Linked DNA regions of Bicyclus anynana: region 1 is linked to region 2. Evidence: chromatin contacts called from public Hi-C data. All regions are on one chromosome and are shown on one strand. Each heading gives the region's core, a stretch centred on a gene start, on an enhancer-like site or on the middle of the called end of the contact. The rest is flanking DNA. Distances are from core to core; before and after follow the strand shown.

Region 1 (6,448 bases), core at 2,316-4,815, 60 kb before region 2:
TTGATGTTGATTAAAATCAAATTACAAGGCAATAAATCGCTTGAACGGAAACAAACCATTACAAATTATGCGAAAATTGAAAAATCGAGGGAAATTGACACGGTAAAACTTAAATGCGCAATATGATTGAGTAACCTAGGCTTGCGACTTCATTAAGTTTTCTGATTTATATTGCCCTTACCAGCTTTCATTTTCCGTACAATATTGGTATATTGAATTCTACAGTCAATGATCACCTTCAAAATAAAGCAATCGCGCTCTAACGCAGTACTGACTGAGTCTACGATAGTAGCTTTAGACCTCATTTTAGGAAGGCTGCCAGTTTAGCCCATGCTCCTACTATAAGTACATGGAGTTTGGACATGGTGACTTTGGAAGGTAGCCAGTTTCAAGGCTCCAGATCTACGATTGAAACGTACATTTTTAAAATTTTCTACAGCATATCATGAGGAATCATGTCTACAGTCCTTTAAAAGGGACCTTTAAAATTATGTTAAAAAATCTTTGAAAGTTCTAAGTGACTGTCGGCTGGAGACATGATTTCTCATATTATGCTGAGGAAAATATCAAAAGCGACTAAAGTCTAAACTCCATAATTGGCTACCGTACTTACTGTGGTAGGAGCATAGACTAACAAAGTCAAAGACGACAAAGTTACCTATGTCGTGGATTACAATGATTACCTACGCTGCGGGTAAAATAACCTAAACTTTCCAAAAGTTTTACTAGTTGTCGAGTACACAATACATACATAATATATAACGTTCTGGTTAAATAGATTACTTCCAAAACATTAGGACTTTTATGAATCTCATGACTTCAATAAACAATCCATTTCGCGAATAGGGAAATATTCACAATAAATTTTCGATTATGACGACATGTTTCTGATTTAGTGCGTATTTCCTCCGCCGTTCGTTGCGAATACTATTTCACTACAATTTAGAGTCGCAATAATCGTATATTTCGATTAAACTATGCTGGAATGCAAGTAAGCCGGTTTACTTCTCGTCTTTGCCGCGGCGACGTGGGCAGTTACTAGGTGCGTACACAGATTGTATATTTCGAGGGAATGCAAGACTTGCGGTTTAACTTGTAACAGTTAATTTGACTTCGGTTATACATGGTTTGGCTCGATAATTCCTATTGAAGCAGCGTGGTGGGTCCAATCTGGTCTAAAGGAGAAAGGTCTGGCGCTGGTGGACTATTAAAAATAAGCTGATGATGAATATACACGGCTCATGGTGTTTTGATAGGACAAGACAGTTATTTTGCGTAGAAAACTTGTCTTCTTTGGATATTTGCAGCTAGTATCCAAATTCGCTTACAAGATTAAGCCTTAGAAAAAAAGATATTGGGAAAAAGAGGACCCGAAAAATGCCAATAATGTTCGATGATGTTAGACCCACTCTTTTGGACGACTGGATAGTACATCACAGAAAAAGATAAAGAAGCCTTTTTGACCGTTACATTTCATTTCAGGATGGTTCATTTTCAAAGGAACTTTAGTTTTGTAAGATAAAACGACAATAGTAGGGCAGGGATCGAATCCTAATTCTAAAATGTGAGTTCGGGACCTTTACTGTGAAATTACGAGTAATGAGATGATTTAAATGAATTCTGTCATATACTGACACGACCAAGCCGTGAAAGTGATATAAAGATGTGATAAGTTAGAGTCCTGTAGGTACCAGTCTAAATAAAATACGAGGCCCTATTCATATTTGTAATGGACGTGGGCAATTGAGACAATTACTGTATCAATTGAGAACATCGGACTTACGAGTATGTGGGAATGCCTTGCGTATTGTATTTATTGATAGAGACCAAAAATAATAGCTGATGCTTTAGTTAAGTTAGTTACTTTTAGCACATAGGTACTTTAATCTCGAATATTTATTTTTCGCGAAGTGGAACTCTACTTCTTTTAAGTTCGATTATATATAGATGAAAAGCCCCACCATCATCGTAATAGGAGTTAAATCTGAAAGGTCTGGGATGCAATTCCCGCCCGTTGATTGACGTACCCATTTCTAAAGCAAGCTTTACGCTTACTTGAAGTCGAAAGTATCACCTCACCTCGGTCGCCCAGATATTAATTTTATATGGCTAAGTAATATTCTTGATAAAAAAATGGAGAGTAAAATCATTTCAAGGACGTTTAAAGTTCACGTTTTCAATTCATTTTATGAAAGAGAAACGAAGACGTAAAATGCTTCGGCTTTAAACAAATGATATAGCAACGCAGAATAAAAAAGCAGGCGAAAAACCGATTCACATAAAGTTGCGTTTACACAGGTATTTGATTTGACGAGCGATTAAAGTTCTTTTTCAAGGAATTTAAAGAATTTTAACAAATAAACAAGACATCGATACGTTTATCACGCAGACACTTCGCACGCTCGTTTAATAGACCGTAACAACGTCAGTTATTGCCTACTACATGAAAACGCAGGCAATTGTTGTTCTTTCTGCGATAAACTATAACGATAATGATTATTATTGACTTCTACAATAAGTAATTAAGGAAATTCTTGGAATGCAAAATGCATGTGAACAATAGGCAATGTGCAAATGTATCTTTATTTTTTATAAAAAAAAAGTGATATCATGCACGAGACTCGGGGAATCCCCAAGTTGTTGTTGGCAATTTCACTTTATTTTCTGTTATGAAGATTTAAAATTTCTTTGCAAAGTTAGTTTTAGTTAGTTAATCTTCGCAAAGCGGGGCACATGAAAATCGATGGACGCTGGGGTCCCAATGTCTCTTCGTAGGTACTATGAGCCCCGCTTATAGTCACTACAACTCCGAAATTCGTTGAGCTATGTCGGTGGCTTTGGTTTTTCTGCGGATCTCCTCATTTCTGATTCGATCACGCAGAGATACTCCAAACATAACTCGCAAGTTACTCAGTAAAAAAGAAGCTAGAAAAGAAGTTTTTTGGAGTGTGCAATTTTTTACATTTTGTACATAAATGAAATTTAATAGACATTTATTTTTTTCTTTTTTTCATTAGCTAATAAATACCAAAGTTATCGTTTACGGACGATGTTTACTTTATAACTGATTTTAGGGCCACCCTATCATCTGTAGCTACAGTGGTGGCGTTTGAAACTAATGTGTTCATTATTTTGTTATTCTTGGAGTCAAAAATTATAAAAAAAAATACATTTCATAAAAAGTATAGACTGTACTGAAGATATATTCTATTAACGGTACAGAAGCAATATAAATAAACAGCCTGTATATCTGTATGGAGTGAAGTATTACTCGTGTCTTTATAAATTGTTGTACGTCAGAAATAGTCTAACGCATTATATATTGTTGATGTGTGATATGTTAATGAGTGGCTTACGTGTAGAATATCTTGGTGAGTCCTTGGTGGCCACCGTACGACAGCAGTTGACAGAGCAGCAGCGCCGCCAGCAGCGCCCGCGGCGGCGACATCGCGCCCGCGCCGCCGCCGCATTGGCGACGCTGCGCACCTATCACGACACACGACACCCGCGCCCCGCGCCGCGCGCACCACGCGCACTGTGCACGCACCTTTATGACGCTTTGTTACGCTTCATGTGCGCACACCTTTATGTTATACACCACTTGCTTGTTAATACGCATGCGTCTTTATATATACACTGGCACGCGCGAATGTAATGCACACACAACTTTATGAAACTTTTTCTTCGCTAAGTTCAACAAAGTATCTACAAAGCACTTTAAAGTTGGCAAAGTTATTTATCCGTCGATCGCGTTGGTGGGAAGTCTTGGGAACACATTTACGAGTATGTTATAAAAACTGTAGGGTGTATGATCTTTGCTTTTATCAAAAGTTATAGTTTGAAAGTAAAAAGTGTTTGAAGTATTGTTCACTGTAAGCACAATATATTATTTTTCTAAAAGGGAATTGGAATTTGGAAACAAACTAAACATGTATAACAAACTTGCTTGTCAGACTTGACTTTTCATCAAAGTATTTGACAAACACGTTTGATTTGCCAAAAAAAACTGATAGTTTCCAAGGCGCTGCATTTATATCACATTATGTTCCTGAGTTGAGTAATAAAGGCAGCATATAAATAAGTAAAGTTGAACGACCACACGTGCCTTATTCTATCTGTTATTTTAATAATATTAACAGTATACAATCGGTCCGCGTTAGCGAGAGATAATTACGTCGATCTTCGTCACTTTATTACAACTTCAAGTATTCAGTAGTTGCGCGAATAAATAGATGACTGTCAAATACACGTCATATAAACATGGTCTTTATGCAACAACAAAGATGCTACTGAGAAATATATTATGCTTCTTTCACCACTTTATCCAGCCAGATATTAGCAAGATACAATGGTTTGCATACTATTTACTTGTATATAGTACAGGTAAAGTCTTAATATTTAATTTATAATGCATAATCATAAAGCAAATAACAAAATGATTTTATTGTATCGTCAAATAATACTATTACGGTAGAAATAAATAAAAAGGAAGTGTCTGTTTGAAATTTAAAAGTAACATTACTTTTTACTAACATATTAAAGGCTGATGTATGTATGGCGAGTATTTTTGCCTATTGGTTTGTTTGTTTCGGCTAATCTCTGAAACGGCTTGACCGATTTTAGAGGTCTCACTAGTAGATAGCAGATGTTACAAGCAATTACTTTGGCTACTGTTCGGATCTACGCGGACAAAACCGAGGACACCTTGGCTTGTGGCTAAATTGAGACATGATAATACGAAAAGTCCCCAATAGGTAAGTATAGCCCGATAATATTGTTATCTTGAGTTAGTATAATTATCGTACAACCCCAGTACAGTCTACAGTAGGTCAAACGGATACTATGCAAAGATCCACGCCAAAGATATGACAGTGTCGTCAACAAATTAACATATCTGTACGACATATTACGTGGTGGAATTTAATTGCATTAGGTAATGACGTAAAACCTCTAATTAAAGTTCGATGCGCCTTGCAATTTATTATGAGAACTGAATTGTTCATTCTTCACGCCCGTAAAATATACTGAATAATGGGCCATTTAAAATTGAAATAGGCAATAAAGTAAATAAAAGTTAATTGACACATACCCATTATGGAATAGTCTTTATGTACACTCATATCATAAAAATTAAAAACCACATTTATAAACAAAAAAAAAACTCTTTATGGTATGTATCCTAAACGTGCTTATATAATGAAATTATAATAGCATTGTCTTAATTTTATAGTAGTACAATTTTCATTATCATCTGCATATATAAAATACCCACTAAAGGAGGGCAGGCCTTCCTTATAGAAGAGGAGACATGGAGCTTAAACCCAACACCCTACTCCAATGTGGAGTTAAGCGGGATAGAACCATTAACTTCCTCCGGTAAACTGAGAATTTTTTGGAACAAAGATAGTTCGCCCGGGATTCGAATGCTCGAATGGTCATCCCGTGACCCGAATAATCAACTACTAGACCAAAAAGGTTGTATACTTTTATCTGATTAACAATATCTCAAGTCTCTCAAAACTCAAACAAGCACTTATAAGATGTTATCAGAAGTGGGATAAGATTAGTATATTCAGAAAAAAGCAGCTGTTAATGAGAATAACTACGACGAAAGTACATTACGTGTTCGTCAAATCATTAGTGCTTATATTAACGGAATTCCGCGATAGAAAAGAAAGCTTTCTACGTTATCTAATAATGCTAATGTAGATACCAACAGTTCAGTCCTCTCTGCGAGCCAATAAAGAGTTTAAAGCCCGTACTCTGATATCTACGGCTATTTATTAGAAATCAACGCAAATAGAAATATATTATTCTAGCAGACGTGCCGCAGTTTCGTTCGTTTTCGTTCCCGTGGGAATACGGGAATACTAACTACAGCCAATCACAAATAATGTAGCTTTCTATTGGTAAAAGAATTTTAAAATCGTTTCAGACGATTAACTCCTAAGAATTCATAGCTTTATTTTTTATAATATTAGTGTAGTCTAGTCTAGTCTATATAATAAATGCGAATGAATAAATAATCATTCGTATAGTAATAATGGATAAAAACTATGTTATGGTAATTTTTTGAAATAAATCGAAGTTCGAAAATATAACAAGTAAATAATCGTAATACTTACTTCATTCTGCGTTTAGAATGAAAATATATGTTATCAATTAAACCCGTCCACCCAAAGCGTCTCATATACTAACTACATGATTTAGAGATCTTAAAACTGTTAAAATTTCGGTAATCCAATAACTAAACCTAAAATATTTAACCAATTTTCCGCTGTAAATCATGCCTCTCGATCTATTGTAACAGTTTAAGAAACAAACGATCGTCCGTCATTTATTTATTGCCGCATTTACGTAACAAGGAACGTAATTTTACGCGACGTCGATTCTTATAATTGCGCGGTGTTAATAAACCCGCGACGGCCGTATACACGATATACCTACG
Region 2 (6,570 bases), core at 1,143-3,642:
ATACCACTGCGCCACGGAGGTCGTCAAAAACATAATTATAATTAATAATAAATTAAAACAATTTATAAAAGAAAAATCGATTCTATTCTTCTAACGAACGAACGAACAGCAAAACATTGATCCATTAATTGAATATTCTGTGTACAGATTATAATTATTATTTATTCTTGTTAAATTTTTTCGATGTGTGAGTTTACCTCGTCCCCCTCTAAAAACGACAGACAATTTTGTTGCTGCATTTGGGTGCGATGCATTTCCATGTCTAATTCCTCTATGTTAATTAAATAGAGTTTGCAGAAATACAACATAAACGACATAAAAAGAACCTTAAATACCCCAAGCAGACATGAGTCACAAACCATTTTGAAAAACAAAGATTGAGTTTTATGGGTATTAATATGCATTTATAAAATTAAATAAGAGCTTTAATTAATTTTATAAATCGTATTATCGTACTATCATATCAAAAGAAGAAAGAAGTTGTAATTCAAATGATGTTTTCTTTTATTATAATGTGAATAAAATATTTTCATTTATTGCAGAATTACCTTAAACTATGATTAATTTTTTGATTTTGTATTAAGTGAAAGAAGATTTGAGATTTGACAGTTCACACTTCACAGCACAGAACACTACTTTATTTTTTGTCTGTGACTAATACTCCTACTTCACAGTATTCGTTAACTAAATCCAGTTTGTTGTGCGTATTTTCTTCCCTTATAATTTTTGTTATTTCGTTTTGTTCTCGTTTCGTTGTTATTGTTTATTATTGTTATTTGTTGTTCATTTACTGTTTTTAATTTTATTTAGTTTAGTACGAAATTAAATTAGCACTTTAAATCTTAATATTTTACAAATAGAGGCCTAAATTGAAAAGTAGTGTCTTAACAAACTCATCAAATTCTACATAAAAACGTATATCTAACAATAACCCACACTACGAGAAAACGAGTAAAAACTATTTGTCAAGTTTTTAATTTACGCCTATAATCGCGTACATAATTTTCATAGTCAAGCTACAGTTTTCTATTAGTAATTGAGTTACAGATAGAAGGACAGACGGACATGGGTATGGGTATCTTCAAGTCAAGAGTGAATAGGCATCTTCTAGGCAAGCGCGTTCTACCAAAGGCTGCCTCATAGCTTACAATCTAGCGTACAGCTAAGCGGTGCTTGCTTATACATAATAAAAAAACAAAACTATAAGGGTTCTTTATTGACCACGGAACCCTAAATATAAGTTACATTAATCAGATAAGAAACATTATCTGTTCGATAAATAACAGTTTATAGGAACATAAAATATAAAAAAAATTGTCTATCAAAGGAAGTTTTATTTCATGACAATATTCGTGAATAATGCTTTAGTAAAATGTTGAGCACCCCTGAATCATATGTTTTTGTTTATTTACATTGTTTAAAATACCTACCCGATCTGACTATATATACGTTTTTATATCACCAATACGAAGTATATCGTAAGTAAGATTTAAAACAGCATAGTTAAACTATAAATAGATAGAAGCGTAAATAATGGCTCTAAAAAGGTTTTGTCTGCGAGTGAATTCTCACTTTCCCCTCAACACAACAGGCACCCGGTATTCCGACTTGAGCTTAATTATTCTCTAGACTGCCCTTACTCTGTGTTCTCGAATGCAACAAAACTACTAATGATAACAGACGAATGTCTTTTATGGATTCAAAACTAAAAATGATAACAGACAAATGTCTTTTATGGATTCAGTACGAGGGTGCTGGTACCATCGTATACCTACTACAAAGAAAAACTCAAAGCAGATCCCGGGATTTGAAAATTCAAAAATTCATTTATTTCAAGTAGGCTCAGTTTACAAGCACTTTTGACACGTCAGTTGACTATTTGTAAAGATTCTACCACCGGTTCGGAAGACAGGTTCTGCTGAGAACTTGTGTTTTGGTTGTAGGGTTCTTTTATACCTTATACATTCACTTTTCTCATGTGAAAACTACATGCTTGCTCAGAAAAAAATAGTAGTATCCTACTAGCGTAGCTATGGATATATAAAGCTTGCAGCAGCACGACGTCTTTCAGCACAAACCTCATCAGAGAAAAACATGTCTTTAAACTAAGACGAAATTAGGACGAGATGCGCTTTTAGAGAAGAGAGTTATCCTCCTGTTATTTTAGCATTTAAGCTCGAATATGCCTGAACTTCTTTCTGCGCTCACACTCTGCGATAACATTTGCACAGCAAATATTCAATCAGCAAAAATGTCCATGTCATCTTTCACACGTTTAAAACACGAACAGAAGTCGATCACAATTCGACACGAATCCGCAACAATGGTAGGAGTTAACACCTAAAGCTTAAGCAGACAGTGAATGACCGATTGCAACAACCTCGAGCGATACTCTTACAATGAGCGACAACAGGCTTTCATAAGCGGTCTTGAGAACTTAGGGCTACTGTCCACTGGACTTAGGTCGTGCAAAATGGCAAATATATTTTATACGGAGTGGAATGTGGGAAGTTGGTGTTACGCTCCTTAAGGTCCATAATAAAAATGGATGGTATCTCGGTAATATTATGTATCTTGCACAATGCACATGATAATATTTTGGGCAGGATTGATAACAAGACTTTTTGTATTTCAGCCCACCCAATAACCGTTAAACTATTGAGGCTTAAAGTTAATAAAAAAAACTTATTTTTAGTAATTATTTTGTTAACGACATTACAATCAGCGTGAGGTCATTGACCTAGTTACTGCAAATACATTTAAGAGATAAGAGACGTATGTTAGTTATTTTACTCGTACGTGGTTGAAAATATATTCACAGATTTGGTATAAATTAAGTTACGCCAAAGTTCTATAAATATTTGAGGAAAAAAATCACGAAATTCCAGAACCTCTAATAAAACAGATTAACCGACATGACACCGAATGTGTACTTACTTTGTTATATTATGCTTTTAGGTTTTATATTGAGTAGATTACGAAATGGGAGTAGAAAAACACATTTTTTCCTAGTAACTATAGCTTAGTAAGTTCGCTGATGACCCTCCCATGATATGCGGGTGACGGGGGAGACGAAATGCGCGAGTGTGAAGTCGTACGCGCGGAGCAGAGGGAAGGACTTCGCGGGTATGAAGTCATGCGCGCGGGGCATCGCTACCCCTCTCGGCCCGCGAATCATCGCACCATCTGGAGTGTTAAGAACAAATTTGCCAAGCCTGTGGCTATAGTCTGTGGTATGAACGTAACGTTTCACTAACAGTGAGGTTTTTTTTATTTTCAGCAGACAAGAGATTGTAGTTTAGGTATTGTCTATCAGACAGTGAAAATAATGAAAGTGCACAATTTATTTATAAGAGCCAGTTACCGATATGTCACTAACGAATCGGCTTACATAAAGTTAACACTCTCGTTAACTGCCGTCTCCATCACGTAGGCGTCTCATTAGAAATGGCTCGCTTTCATATTTTTAATCAATTTACTTTCTATCCTCTCAAATTGAGTCCTGCGGCTAGAGTACTACGATTTATAGTGGACACTGTTAACTGCAGGTCTGTCTAGCCATCCTACGCGATCCGTTTCGCTACTCTACGCGAGCGTAACTGTCGCCTTCGATTGTTGTTTCCCATTTTATAGCTATAGCCAGCAAACGCTCGTGACTTCATTCACAATTTGTCAGTTTTTCACAATTTGTTTTTTATTATTTGCAAGTTAGTCCTTGTTGTCCAATCTCACCTGATGGTAGGGTTTCCAACCGTATATTAGTATTGTACTATATTTCGGGACTGCGTAAAAATACTGCAGAATTTTTACTGCCGAATTCGGAAGGGAGAATCTGCCTTCCGAACCGGTGGTACAATCTTTACAAATAGTCAACTGACGTGACGACGTAAAAGTGCTTGTAATCTGAGCCTACTTGAAATAAATGAATATTGAATTTTTTGATTTTGTTGAATACTATATTTTCAACACTGAAATCTAACTATTTTAAATCTTATCTTATTTTAAATCTTTAAGAACATTAGTTTTCAATATATGTAATAGCGTTTATCCTATCTTATCTATCTTACTGAGTTCCAAACAATTAAACAAATAAAAAAAAATAGCATTTGGTTTCAAAAAATTAAAAATCAGATGTTTTTACATCATATGTTTATTCCATAAAGTACTATATTTTTTTTTATAGCGAAATCTGAGAAACACTTTAAGTACGCTAAATCGATTGGCGGTACGTCTTTGCCGGTAGGATGGTAAATAACCATGGCCGAAAATAATGCTGCAACATCATTTAGAACCTTCAGGATACCTACTAAAATACTTGCCAACGTTAGATACGTTGGCAAGTAATTTAGCAATAGACATATTTCGTTTCACTGATAATTCCATTAGAAGGGTTTTATTTTTCTTAATTTCTCTATAACAAACACAATGAAATACTTAAAGCCTTAACGACCTCGTTTACATAATATGAAGATCAAAATCGAAACAGTGAAGAAATCACTGTTCTTACATGATATACACATAAAAAACTATGCAGCAAATCGTTTGCAATCATTGCAATAATTGCAGTTCTTTTCTTTGCAATAAATACTTCGTTTATTTTTTTATTCCAACCAGATCTGTAGTTTATCATTAACAACCCACATTCGGCTCACTGTAAGCACAAATCTCCTGTCGTTATGAGAGGGGTTAGACCTTAGTCCACCACACTGGCCAAATGCGGATTGGCAGACCTCGCACACATAGAGAATTAAGAAAAAGCGGACTTCCTCACGTGATATTCAATATCTTGAAAAAAATGCATATAACTAAAAAGTTGGAGGTGCATGCCTCGGACGGGATTCGAACCTACGCCCTCCGAATCGAAGGCAGAGGTCATATCCACTAACCTATCACGTCACTCTGTGATATCCCATCCTTTCATGTTTTTTATATTCCGCTCTATCCATGGACCCTTACGACATACTGCGCGTTCCAGTACATACTGCATAGCTGCATAGTGCTTACTGCAGGTTAATTCATTTATTTCTCTCAATAGATGTAGATGACAGATAGAATTAATTAACCAATTAACAATGTACCAAAGTTCACAATTTTCTGTTCTGTTAGGAATAATGTACTTATGCAAGTCACGTCTTTAAATAAAATTGTTTCGTGCTGAAAAAAAAACATACGCCCTACATAAAACTACTACCTACTCTTGATGAAAGATGAAAAAATCTTTGAAACGACAAGTATTTCATTACTTATACCTTGGCAAATTCGTTCGTAACACTCCCGATATAATAGACAGATAATTGTGGAGTGATGGTGCAACATAGTCGCAAAAAATTGGAGAAGCACTTCGCTGAAGGTATCGCATGTTGTAACAACCAAGACCACCCAATACGCGATTAAAAAGAACTGGGAGTATTCTAGCAACTACGACCACTCTGCCAAAATAGCAATAAAAAAACTACCTTAACTTTCTATGTAAGAACGACGATGAGCATACAACTAATTATTATTAATGGCACCAGTGGCAGCCCTACGAAACAAAGTAAGCATAGCAAAGCAATGGCAAATAAATCAGCGTCCACGATCCCAGTAAATAGCGACCTAAAAGTGAAAAGCAAATTAAATTGGAAATGCAATCGTTTAACTATCGCGGAAAAGTGGCCCGACCTGAATCTGGGCCCCACGGAAGCGTGGTCGGTTCGTTATACGCAACAATTAAAGTTCCCACCGTCAGAGGTTATCGACGGATCGCCGAGTGTTGCAGCCAGACGCCTCGGGCTACGGCCGGAGAGTCTGGAGTGTGGGTTTTGTGCCTACTAGTCATTTTAAAACATATGTGTAGCTGCAAGATGATCTTCCTCAATGTTGGAATAGCATCATTAAAATTTGACGGCCCATAACAGAGCCAAGCCCTTTTTTTTTTTTATTCTTTACAAGTTAGCCCTTGACTACAATCTCACCTGATGGTAAGTGATGATGCAGTCTAAGATGGAAGCGGGCTAACTTGTTAGGAGGAGGATGAAAATCCACACCCCTTTCGGTTTCTACACGGCATCGTACGGGAACGCTAAATCGCTTGGCGGTACGTCTTTGCTGGTAGGGTGGTAACTAGCCACGGCCGAAGCCTCGCACCAGCCAGACCTGGGCAAATTAAGAAAATCTCAATCTGCCCAGCCGGGAATCGAACCCAGGACCTCCATCTTGAAAATCCACCGCGCATACCACTGCGCCACGGAGGCCGTCAAAAAGCCTCCTAATAAGAAAAGGGTTATGGAGCTTAAATCTACCACATTGCTCCGATGCGAAGCTTAAATCTACCACACTGCTCCGATGCGGAGCTTTAATCTTCCGCGCTGCTCCAATGCGGAGCTTAAATGTAGCACGCTGCTCTGAGACGAAGCTTAAATATACAACGGTGCTCCAAAGAGGAGCTTAAATCTACCACGTTGCACCAATGCGGAGCTTAAATCTACCACGCTGCTCTAACGCGAAGCTTAAATCTACCAGGGTGCTCCGATGCAGAACTTAAATCTACCACGCTGCTCCGATGCGGAGATTTTATCTACCACGCTTCTC

Evidence for each region. A called contact is a pair of places that touch in the nucleus more often than the background predicts.
Region 1: a contact with region 2 is called in a Hi-C map of whole larva, with 2.2 times the contacts expected there. The contact joins two enhancer-like sites. A contact is called at or near these places in 2 of 2 Hi-C or Micro-C datasets (whole body and whole larva).

The regions. Positions count from the first base shown.
Region 1 is chr3:17,865,313-17,871,760 of ilBicAnyn1.1, reverse strand. All of the region lies in intron 2 of LOC112047949 (SUN domain-containing ossification factor), which reads right to left. Among protein-coding and RNA genes, the nearest start is that of LOC112047952, 29 kb to the left of the region's middle. Within about 2 kb of position 3,565, at least 8 of the 8 cell types and tissues checked have open chromatin away from gene starts, as enhancers often do.
Region 2 is chr3:17,803,768-17,810,337 of ilBicAnyn1.1, reverse strand. The region is part of intron 2 of LOC112047949 (SUN domain-containing ossification factor); the gene reads right to left. Among protein-coding and RNA genes, the nearest start is that of LOC112047949, 13 kb to the right of the region's middle. Within about 2 kb of position 2,392, at least 8 of the 8 cell types and tissues checked have open chromatin away from gene starts, as enhancers often do.